4 separate regions of the Mus musculus genome follow, and regions 2, 3 and 4 are each linked to region 1. The links are chromatin contacts, called in public HiChIP or PLAC-seq and Micro-C maps. All regions are on one chromosome and are shown on one strand. Each heading gives the region's core, a stretch centred on a gene start, on an enhancer-like site or on the middle of the called end of the contact. The rest is flanking DNA. Distances are from core to core; before and after follow the strand shown. Region 1 overlaps Mn1 (meningioma 1). Region 2 overlaps Tpst2 (protein-tyrosine sulfotransferase 2). Region 3 holds the start of 1700028D13Rik (RIKEN cDNA 1700028D13 gene). Region 4 holds the start of 1700016B01Rik (RIKEN cDNA 1700016B01 gene).

What was found. Hi-C and Micro-C count contacts between places; a contact is called where the count stands out from the background. HiChIP or PLAC-seq counts read pairs in DNA pulled down with a chosen protein or histone mark.
Region 2: a contact with region 1 is called in an H3K27ac HiChIP or PLAC-seq map of embryonic stem cells, with 5 times the contacts expected there. The contact joins two enhancer-like sites. A contact is called at or near these places in 5 of 115 datasets of contacts at active chromatin or transcription factors (VIP interneurons, astrocytes, bone marrow-derived macrophages and 1 more).
Region 3: a contact with region 1 is called in an H3K27ac HiChIP or PLAC-seq map of embryonic stem cells, with 8 times the contacts expected there. The contact joins the promoter of 1700028D13Rik here to the enhancer-like site in region 1. A contact is called at or near these places in 1 of 484 Hi-C or Micro-C datasets (cortical neurons), 9 of 115 datasets of contacts at active chromatin or transcription factors (craniofacial prominence, embryonic basal ganglia, embryonic forebrain and 4 more) and 1 of 9 other capture datasets (embryonic stem cells).
Region 4: a contact with region 1 is called in a Micro-C map of embryonic stem cells, with 2.0 times the contacts expected there. The contact joins the promoter of 1700016B01Rik here to the enhancer-like site in region 1. A contact is called at or near these places in 1 of 39 promoter capture datasets (the SN4741 cell line), 6 of 484 Hi-C or Micro-C datasets (bone marrow-derived macrophages, cerebellum, cortical neurons and 3 more) and 13 of 115 datasets of contacts at active chromatin or transcription factors (PVALB interneurons, VIP interneurons, craniofacial prominence and 8 more).

Annotation. Positions count from the first base shown.
Region 1 is chr5:111,437,655-111,440,312 of GRCm38.p6, reverse strand. The region is part of intron 2 of Mn1 (meningioma 1); the gene reads right to left. Among named protein-coding and RNA genes, the nearest start is that of Mn1, 22 kb to the right of the region's middle. Within about 2 kb of position 1,367, at least 12 of the 459 cell types and tissues checked have an H3K27ac peak or open chromatin away from gene starts, as enhancers often do. A contact at or near this core is called in cortical neurons, embryonic stem cells and neurons, where this site is marked.
Region 2 is chr5:112,282,796-112,285,453 of GRCm38.p6, reverse strand. The region is part of intron 1 of Tpst2 (protein-tyrosine sulfotransferase 2); the gene reads right to left. Among named protein-coding and RNA genes, the nearest start is that of Tpst2, 7.4 kb to the right of the region's middle. Within about 2 kb of position 1,358, at least 66 of the 459 cell types and tissues checked have an H3K27ac peak or open chromatin away from gene starts, as enhancers often do. A contact at or near this core is called in embryonic stem cells, where this site is marked.
Region 3 is chr5:112,205,442-112,208,099 of GRCm38.p6, reverse strand. It overlaps 1700028D13Rik (RIKEN cDNA 1700028D13 gene), which reads right to left and starts at 1,337. Exons shown (of 3, transcript NR_045378.1): 1 at 1,129-1,337.
Region 4 is chr5:112,154,928-112,157,585 of GRCm38.p6, reverse strand. 1700016B01Rik (RIKEN cDNA 1700016B01 gene) reads right to left here and starts at 1,359. Exons shown (of 2, transcript NR_166436.1): 1 at 1,232-1,359.

The DNA.
Region 1 (2,658 bases), core at 118-2,617:
AGCCCTGGGTGGTAAAATCACTCAGTGGAATCTTGGAGATGCAGGGGCTGAAGGGTGGTGATGGCGGTGGAGACGGTGGCGATGATGATGACGGTGACTGTGATGATGATGATAGTAATGTTTATGGTGATGTCAGAAATAATAATAGCAGATATCTCGCTAGCTCTCACCCTCATCACCATCATCACTATCATCATCATTGTCACCAGGCCTGTAGCTCGTAGGCTAGGGCTTCCCAACTACTCTGGGCCCAGTTCAGGGCCGGACTAGAAATCATGAGACCGAGGAAGGTCTGGCTTTCCCAGCCTGCCCCAAGAGGCCTCACACAACGGTGGAGCCCAAACAAACGAGACCCCAAACAGGCTGCCCTGCCCAAGCTGCAGACCCCTTCCGGCCCTGCCAGAGCTCCATAGAGAAGCAGAAGGAAAAGGGAACCCTTGGAAACCTTGGTCCCAGGGCTGCTTCCCGAGGCCAGGGACACTCATCCCAGGGAATCGCTGAGCAACTGAAGAGGGAGGGAGAAGGGACAGGAAACCATGTCCAGCAGTGGGTGGAGGACCAGAAACCACGTGGGAGGGACCGGAAACCACATTGGGGGTGGGAGGCTGGGGTCTGATTCTGCCAATGCAAATCTTCCCAGGCTGCACTGGGCTATGGATTGTGTCCTGGAAGAGCTCAGGCTAGCCTTGTTCATGCCATGCTTTACCCAGCTCAGTGGGGAAAAAGTGGTTTACATGGGGCTCCATAGGATTCGAACCCAGGCTCCCAGACACCATTCTGGCTCTTCCTATGCCTCAGTGCAGGCCTTGAATGAATGGGGAAACTGAGGCTAAGCGTGTACGGTAGCAACTACCCGTAGCCCAGGATGGATAACCCTACCAGGTCCTTCTTCCCCTAAGACCTGACACTACCATCTTCCCAGTGCTCAGATGGGGAAACTGAGGTCTGGAGACAGCACGCACCCATAATTACAGACAGACCAGTCGCCCTGGCAGCTCTCCATCCGGAAACCCCACCCACCTCTGATTTGGTGACCTCTGCAGGCCAGAGCTTTGTGTTACCCTAGGCTAGCCTAGGTCAGTCTGTTTGTCTGTAAAATGGGTCTCGGTTATGAGGACACTGATAGTAACTATATGCCTGCAGCCCCCCACTGTGTGCTCACAGCCCCACTAGGTGACTACAGAATAGCTAGGTCCCTCTTATGGAATTTGGTGGTGTGAGTGGCAGGGCGTGGGGGGGGAGGCGAGGCATGTGAGGTATTAGTGTGTGGGCGTGGCTATGAGCGGGGTGTTGCTGTGGGGAGGGGCCTGCTGGGTGGGCTTGTTTGCGGGCATGGTGTGTGGGCAGAGCGTGCAGAGAGATTTGAGGACTGAGACCTGGGGAAGCCGCACCCAACTCCACCCAACCTACCTATCTGATGCTGGGAGGCTGAGCCCAGTACTGCCTGCCAGACCTCAGTTTCCCTACTGGGATAGCCTGCAGAGAGGACTGACCTCCGTCACCTGAGCCTGGCCAGCCTGCCAGTTTGAAACAGTGAATGAGGCCTAGCCTGTGCTACAAAATCATGTCTGAGTGGTGGCCACCATCAGTGCCTGCAGGAAGGGAAAACCTTCCACTAAGGCAAACCGCCATTTCCACAATTCAGGTTTGGCTCAGTGTCCAAGGATAAGGAGGGTGGGAGGGGATCCCGCATCCCAGAGTCCCTGGCAGGGGCAGGGCTGAGCTCTCTTCCAGCACACCCAGAGCAGCCAAGGCTTACCCCCACCCCTACCCCTCAGCTCCACCCCAGGGGTGCTAGCGGTCCATTTGAAAGTGAAGAGAAAGCATCACAAAGGAGACAGGACCTTCTGGAGAAGGGAAGAGGCACACAGAATGAAGACAGACCAGCTCTAGCTTTCCTCCTGGAGAGCTCCACCCAAGCAAACCCAAGACAGATCTGGGCTCAGGCATCCCCAGGATCAGCTGGGGCTGGCATGCTTTGGGCCAATTACCGGGCAGGGGTGGTGGCTACTCTGAGGTTGAACATGAGCTGCCCCATGCTGGGGGGTGCTCAGGTCAGTTGAGGCCACCTTTATTTGGAGATAGAGATGATGATATATTTAATGTGATTTCTGCCAGGACCCCCTCCCCGATTAAAAACTGTGGGTACTTGCTTGTCTTCAAATGCAGCCAGGCAAGCCTGGTCACATAGATTTCTAACCCGACCCTGTTAAATGATAATAAAAACCAAGAGAATGCACGGGGAAGCCTAACAAGGTGGGAGGCTACCTAGCAGGACCAGGGCAGGCAGGGGACAGTGCCTAAAGCAATGTTGTGACCTTTTAACACGGTTCCTCGTGTTGGGGTCACCCCCAGCCATAAAATTATTTCCCTTGCTACTTCATAACTGTGAGTTTGCTACTGTTATGAATCGTAACGTAAATATCTGAGAGGCAGGATATCTGATATGTGACCCCTGTGGAAAAAGGTCACTTGGTCCCCCGAAGGGCTCTCAACCCACAGGTTGAGAACAGCTGGCCTAGAGGAAGGTGTGGGGGAACCTCAGTCCCTGGGTTGTGCATCACTGTGCTCGGGCTGTTCTTTCTTGACACTGCACGGCTCCAGGCTCCTCAATAGCCTTGATCTCTCCAAGCCACCCTGGCAGTCAAAATGACACAA
Region 2 (2,658 bases), core at 109-2,608, 850 kb before region 1:
TTACAAAGCCCAGAGGGGCCAGGAGTAGCATTATTTTTTTCTGAGGGCTGATAGATCAACTTGCCAGGATTGAGAACACCCCCAGGGAGACAGGCCGCTGGGCACATCTGTGATGGAGTTTCTGGACTGGGTTAACTGAGCAGTTAAGACCTGAGTGTGGACGGCACTATCCCACAGGCTAGAGTCCTGGAGTGAGTGAAACAGAGAAAGCGGTAGCAGTGTGAGCCCTGTCCTTCACACCTCACGGAATGTGACCAGCCACTTGATACTGCTCTGCTAGGACATCTCCACACCACAGGCAGGACCCTCAAACTGTGGCAAAAACAAACGTCAGGTGTCCTCTCACGGCAACGAGAGGGACTAAGACACCTTTCACAACCAAAAGCCACACCACATCAAACTGCAAAACCTGAATTTAGAGACAGGCCCTGGACCTGGCCTAAGAGCTCCAGCACAGGGCCCCACCCAACACAAATGGGGAGGAGGGGTTCCTTCTCAGACATCACACCAAGGAACGAGCTAAAGGTGATGCCCCCAGCAATCTTCATGGTGTCGGTGAAGACCGAAGGAGTCGGATGCCCAAAAACTCATGGGTCAGATAAGGAGGCAGCAGGCAGAATGGAGAGCAAGAACGGGAATCACGTGGGAAGTCAAAGCAGCTTCCAAGACAAGAGAGACAGCAGAAACCAGGGAGTCAGGGACAAGGCAGCCTGAGACGTCCTGCAGAGGAAGCAGGGGTGGCATCAAGGCACAGTTGGGCCCCATGGGAGCCTCCAAGAGCCTTCAGGACCAGTGTGCATCTCAGAGAGGAATAACCCGTGAAAAAAGGTTTAGCAGGAAGAGGGTGAGGGGCTGGGGTCTTCCATGGGTGCTCCGGTGCCCGCAGCAGCCCCCGGTCCTCGGTCTCCAGCAGCACCAGTTCTGGGAGTGAAGACTGGGAGCTGACTTCCTGCTGAACCATGGCTCTAGCCGCAGAGAGCAAGCTCTATCATAGGAAGCATGGCTTACCCCAGCATCCTTACTAAGACCCAACGTTTCAGCAGGAAGCATGTGGCCTGGATCCCTGGGGTGGGGTGGGGTTGTAGGTCCCCCCTGCCAGGAGGGCGTTCCCCTGGACAGCCTGGCAGGCCTCTCTCCCACCCATGGGACAAATGCTCTTGATGCTCTGCTTTCCACCCCCCTCCCCCACTCTTCACTCCAACAGTAGGCATGTTGTTTATAGTCTCAGGCCTCAGTTTCCCCCAGCAGGAAAAAAGGGCTTGGCCCCAGCTTTTAACACCATTTTTCCCCCTCCCCAGACTCCAAATTCTTCATCCAGATATGTGCTGGGTGTGGCAGCAGAGACAAAAGCCGGTGGATCTCTGTGAGTTAAGACCAGTCAGATCAACGCAGAAGTTACAGGACAGCCAGGGCTAAACAGAGGAAACCCTGCCCCCACCAAAAAGGAGGAGGAGGAGCCTCTGCTGCCACCACAGCTGCCACCACTGTGGGCCTACTATGTGCTTGAGCAGAGAGGTAAAGGCGACACTGTGGCATCGTAGAACGGGGTGTAAAAAAAAGCACCTACTGTGTGTGAGTGTCAGGGAGTCCTGAGGATTAGTAATCCACGCACTGAGTATTGGAGTCTTGGCCTTTCTCTCCCTCACCGTCCCTATGGGGGCATCTGGGGTTTCCTCTTCCTCCCACAGCCCTGGGGCAGGAAGGAGGGGACCTGGAGAACAGCCACATCAACATCCCCCATAGCCAAGAGAAGGGTCTGAACGGAACTGATAGCAGACGTCACCCAGGGTCGAGGGAAATGGGAGAGGAAGTGGGAGAGAGACAGGGATGAGAGCTGGGGAGACAGATGAAGAAGACAACAAGCAACAGCAATGGGGGGCAGACACTAAGGTGAGGGAGTAGAGACAAATGGCCAAGATAGAGACCAGGAGAGACTGATGGGCGGCAGGCACAGGTAGAGACAGGGAGGGTGGGGGAGATGGCTCAGTAGATGAGGTGCTTATTGTTCAAGCAAGAGGACCTGGGTTTAAATCCCCAAGTCCCACATAAAAGCCAAGGTAGGAGCATGACATCTACAATGTAGCATTGCGGTGGTGAGTTAAGAGAAAGGTCCCCTGGGGGTTGCTGCCTTACCAGTCTGCTGGGAGTGGTGAGTGAGAGACTTTCTCATAAACTAAGATGCAGAACACAGGAAGACACCCAGCATTCCTCTGAGGCCTCCTCATCACGTACACACACATACATACACAAGCACACACACAGGGGTGGGGGGAGAAGCATAGATACACATAGATACACATGGGTAAAGAGATGGCAAGAGGTCAATTTCTGATGTCAGAGAGACACACATGGAGGAAAGAGACGGGATGAAGACACTCATCCTGAGAAGGCTCTGGGTAGGCAGCCTGTGGGTTTCCCAGTCCGGTGCCCAGAGTTATCTAAGGGAGCTGAGGGGACTAGAGAAAAGGAGCTGTCGCAGACACAACTTCCCAGGCACAGAGCCTCCAGCGCCTCTGGCTGCATCCAGAAACTTCTACTCTTGGTTCTTTACTTATGAAGTAATTCAAGTCTTTTAAAAACTATTTCCTTCCTCCCGTGCTCAGTTCCTGATACTCTGAGACCCGGCACAACCCAGCCTGGTGCTTGAGGCTCGCCTGT
Region 3 (2,658 bases), core at 88-2,587, 770 kb before region 1:
TTCTGGTCACTCATTTGTATGCTTCTCAGGTGTGAATTTTGTGGAGGACAATGTTAACATCACAGAGTTGGACCCGCCTGCCTCTCCCTCATCTCCCCTTTCCCCCATGTCTTTTTAAATTTTTTAAATTTCATTTTTTATGTGCTGCACTGGCTGGTTTTGTGTGTCAACTTGACTCAGGCTGGAGTTATCACGAAGAAAGGAGCTTCGGTTGAGGGAATGCCTCCATGAGATCCAGCTGTAAGGCATTTTTCTCAATTAGTGATCAAGGGGGAAGGGCCCACTGTGGGTGGAGCCATCCCTGGGCTGGTTGTCTTGGGTTCTATAAGAGAGCAAGCTGAGCAAGCCAGGGGAAGCAAGCCAGTAAAGAACATCCCTCCATGGCCTCGGCATCAGCTCCTGCTTCCTGACCCAATTGAGTTCCAGTCCTGACTTCCTTTGGTGATGAACAGCAATGTGGAAATGTAAGCTGAATAAACCCTTTCCTCCCCAACTTGTTTCTTGGTCATGATGTTTGTGCAGGAACAGAAACCCCGACTAAGACATGTGCATTAGTGTTTTGCCTGCATGTATGTCTGTGTGAGGGTGTCAGTTCTTGGAGTTATAGACAGTTATGAACTACCATGTGGGTGCTTGGAATCAAACCTGGGTCCTCAGAAAGAGCAGTCAGTGCCCTTAACCACTGAGCCATCTCTCCATCTCTTCATCTCTTGGCAGACAGGGTTTTGCTATACAGTCCAGGCTGACCTTGACCTAATGATGTCCTCCGTCAGTCTCTTGAGCGCCTGACTTTTTACATGGAGCTGTGAACAAAAATCTACTCACCTCAGGTAGGACATCAATGACAGGCCAAAGAGCCTACTGCGTGCAAGTCCAGCTTAGGGGACCAGTGAGTGTATCGGGGTCACTTATAGGTGTGTAGCCGACTCGAAGGAATTGTATCGCTGAAAACCCAGCGTGGTATCAGGTAGCTCATGAAAGCAACCTTCCAGAGTCCCACAGGCTGCAGCAGGGTGTGGCAGAACCTCCCCTGCTTCCCAAGCAACTGTTTCCGTTTCTCTAACCCTGGGGAGGGGCCTTGGGAAGCTGGTAGACCCAGAGCTTCCTGGGGCTTGCGGGTTTGTTTACCTTTAGAGTCCCAAGGAGTTTCATTCTGAGCCTCTCTCAGGTAGGGAACTTCTGTGCAAGCCCAGAGTCCAAAGAAATGCCCCTGCCCCTGAGTTCATCCCTTTGAGGTATTCGGTTACAGCAGTGAAAAAAAGTCACTAATACTCCCCTCCAGAAACTTGTCCCTGGGACTCACACAGTGTGGGGAGCGGGCAAGGCTCCGCCTCCTTAGAGAAAGAACACTTGGGGCTTAGGTGTTCTGCCCCACTGTGATGGGGGGCGGGGGAGGGGCAGGCTGCTCTGTGTCCCTGGCTGCCGTGCTGGAAGCCCATGCACAGCAGAGGTACATTGCAGGAATAAATATGGTTTTAGGCAGGGATATGGGACACGGGATTTATCCCTTATAGCTTATGGGACACGGGATTTATCCCTTAGCTCCAGGTCCCCGTGGAGAGGCCCCACACGGGACATCAGATCTCACCGCACTTCCGTGTTCCCAGGAAACATCTCCCCCACCCCATCCCCAGGCATTAGCTGCTCATTAATACACAGTGCTGCAAGAGTCATCTGTAATCAGATGCTAACGGAGTTTTCTGTGGGAGTGGGCGGGCCAGGTCACGGACGAAAGCCGAGCCAGCTGATGGTTATGATCGATCGATAACCTATTTATTTCCCAGAGTTTCTATTAACCTCTGCGAGCCGATCGTGGTTTCAATTTGGAAGGCTGGGGCCCGCTTTGCTGACTGGACGAGTCTGATTGAAAGCCGGCCCCTGACGTGACCCCAAGGGCGAAATCCAATTAAAATGATTTTCACTTGTAGATTAATATTTTTAGCATGTTCTACATCCTGGGATTTATCATCCCTGGCAGTAAGTAATGTCTTGTGACAGGAGCAGGTGGATTGGCACTGACATCAATAGTGGTACTGATTTGTACACTCGCCAGGACCTGGGACAGCTTTGGGGTGATGGCAGCCACGGTGGTTTCTAGAGAGAGGGCACCTCTCTAGTCTGCCTATCTGCCCATCCTTTTCTGGGAGGTGGCTGGGTTTGGCTGTTGCCTGAGTAAGCCATTCTTGGGACTCTGAGCTCCTGAAGGGTCGGTGTGATGTCATGTGTACTCTGTAATCTGCTTATGTTTTGTGGTGTCCTTCCCTGGAGATGCACCCCACTGTGAGGGCAGGGGCTGACATATTGTTGGAGTATGGGCTGTTGATAGGAACAGAAGCAGAGGTCACTCCAAGCTGGGCCAATGAAAGCTTTGTGGGTCTGCTGGTTGGGTGAAGAAAGATCTACTCAAGCTAGGCCAATCAGTGACTTCACGGGGAAGTTGTAACTCAAAGCCAAAGCAGGAAGGGGTGGATCCAACTGGGCCAGTTCAGAGGACTAGGTGAGCTCCTCTCTGTTCTTTTAAAAAATTAATTAATTTATTATATATACAATTTATATAATATATACTATAATATAATATAATATAATATATGATATGTGATTTGTGATATATAACATAATATAATATATATGATACAATATACAATATACTATAAATGT
Region 4 (2,658 bases), core at 110-2,609, 720 kb before region 1:
CCTCTTTCTTTCTTTCTGGAAAGTACTGATGGGGAAAAGCCATAAGTTCTGGGACAAAGCTCCAGGCCTGTCCCTGCCCCCAACCCCTGCCCTTCACCTTTGCTCTAAGCAGGCGAGAGAGCCAGGGGCCTGCTGACAGTCTTTCTTTGCCCTGGTTTCTGCCATCCTCCTGTGTAAATCCAGCTGCCTGTGCCCGAGTCAGAGGACTTCCTGAAAGGCCCTTGGCTGCAGGATGGCCCTCACACTCTGGTCTGTGTCAGGCTGCAAGGTTTTCAGAGTGAAAACTTGTTGCTCTGCCTTAATGTCAGCTGTTTCCTTTCTGGTCACACTGTGCCTTCCCTCTGCCATGTCCTCCCCCACATCTGGAGGAAGGTGTCCCCTGCACTAAGCCAGTGCCAATCAGATCACTCCTTCCTTCCTTTGCCACAGCAATTGGCTTGGAGATGGAACTTAGACTTATTCTTGCCAATGAGTTCCATCCTGCGCATCTGTGTCTATGCTGGGTGCAACAGTCAGCACAAGGCAGGGTCTGCTGCAGTAATAGGCAGCCTTGAAGTTTCAGCAAGGGCAACCCAAGCTCTTTGGGCCCTCCTTACTGTTCCCTTGATCCATGTTCAAGGGCACCAGGTGATGGGTGGTACCTCACCTCACCAGGCATCAAGGATGAAAATGTGCAGTCACGGAGGTGGGCTTTCTGAAGCTGGCCGAGCTGCTTAAGCATGGGGCCCTGTTGACCACCTTGGGCCCAGTTCTGTCTCAGAGAAAGAGTTCCTCTCCCTACTATGCCTCCAGCCCTCCCTTCTTGTGTACCTCGATTGGATTCTAAGGGTTGGCTCGAGTGACAGCCTTGCTTGCTGCATCCCCAGACTCACTTCCACAGTGTCTTGGCATAGAAGGGGCTAGGGAAACACCTCACTACTTAAGCTTCTCTCAGCAGGACTGAGGCCCAGAGCTTGGCCCCCAGAACTCACATGAAAGACAGATGTGGGTGAATGTGCCATCCCAGAGCCAGGGAGTCAGAGGCAGGCAGATGCTAGGGTTCACTGGCCAGCTTAGCTTACCTCTAAGGCTGACCTCTGCCTGCCACACACATTCACACACTTGCATACAGAAGGAGCTCTTTATGAGCACACAGTAGGAGGCATCCTTAAGCACACAGTAGGACATACCTACAAAGCCATAAGTGCTGGTACCACTAAGGTAAGCATCTGGAACCTAGGCTAGTAGTTACCTGGGCCATTTCAGGGAGCTCTGTCTTGGCTGTGGCCCCCTCTGGGGTGCACTTTGTTGAGCTGAGCTGGGTTGGGGAGGGGCTCGGAGAGAGGGTTGGTGTCTCCCTTGGGGTCACCAGGGGTCAATGAGCAGGGGTTGGGCTTATGAATTTCCTCTCAGGGCCCCAGACAATGGGGGCTTATTTGGTAATGTTGTTTCCTTGGCAACCATCTCTGTTCTGGAGAGTGGAGGTACTGGGGGTGGGGGAGGGCTGTGGAGAGAGAGGGGTTGCTGGAGGGGACACCTACTTTTAAGGTGCAAAACAGAGGCTAGTCTGTGTGGGTGTCTTACCTTCTCTGGAACTTGTCATTTCTAGGACAATTCCTTGCATTTTAAGGACATCTAGAGAGCTGAGTTTGAGTTTAGACATCTAACTCACTGTGTGACCTTGGGTCGATGACTTGCCCTCTCTGAATTTCAAGTTTTTCTCCTGTGAAGTAGGGGTAATTCTTTGTAGGGTGATTTGGGAGAGACAAGCACATTATGGGGCGTGACAGAAGGCCCTTCTGAGCACTTGTTTCTCATTTGATTGGTTCTTACTGCTTGGATTTAGTCACCTCCTTGGTCAGCATCTTAGAGTCACTGTTGTTGTGATGAGACACCACAACCAGCATGGGGAGGAAAGGGTTAATTCTGCTCACACTTCCACACCACAGCCCATCACCAAAGAAAGTCGGGAAAGGAACTCAAGCAGGGAAGGAACCTGGAGGCAGGAGCTGATGCAGAGGCCATGGAGGGTGCTGCTTACTGGCTTCCTCACCATGGCTTGCTCAGCCTGCCTTTTTTTTTTTTTTTTTTAAAGATTTATTTATTTATTTATTTATTATATGTAGCTGTCTTCAGACACTCCGGAAGAGGGAGTCAGATCTTATCACGGGTGGTTGTGAGCCACCATGTGGTTGCTGGGACTTGAACTTCGGACCTTTGGAAGAGCAGTCGGGTGCTCTTACCCACTGAGCCATCTCACCAGCCCTCAGCCTGCCTTCTTATAGAACTCAGGGCCACCAGCCCAAGGATGGCTCCACCAACAACGGGATTGCCACACCCATAATGGGCTGACCACACCCACAATGAACTGGCTCCACCCACAATGGGCGGGCCCCCATCAATCACTAATCAAGAAAACTGCCCATAGGCTTATGGCGGTATTTTTACATCAAGGCTTCTCCTCTTTGAGGACTCTAGCAGCACAGAAAGCTTCCAGAGTCACACAGATCTGGAATTTCTAAGGACCAAGGTGGTTGTTCTGGGAGCTTGGCTGCCGAAGGGTCTTCATTATTGGTCATGAGTCACTTTCTGGCATGTGAAGAGACTGAGGTCAAGTCTAGGGTGCCCTTGTCCTGTCTCCCTGCCGCACCCTCCCTGTATATGGATTTGAGTGCCTCA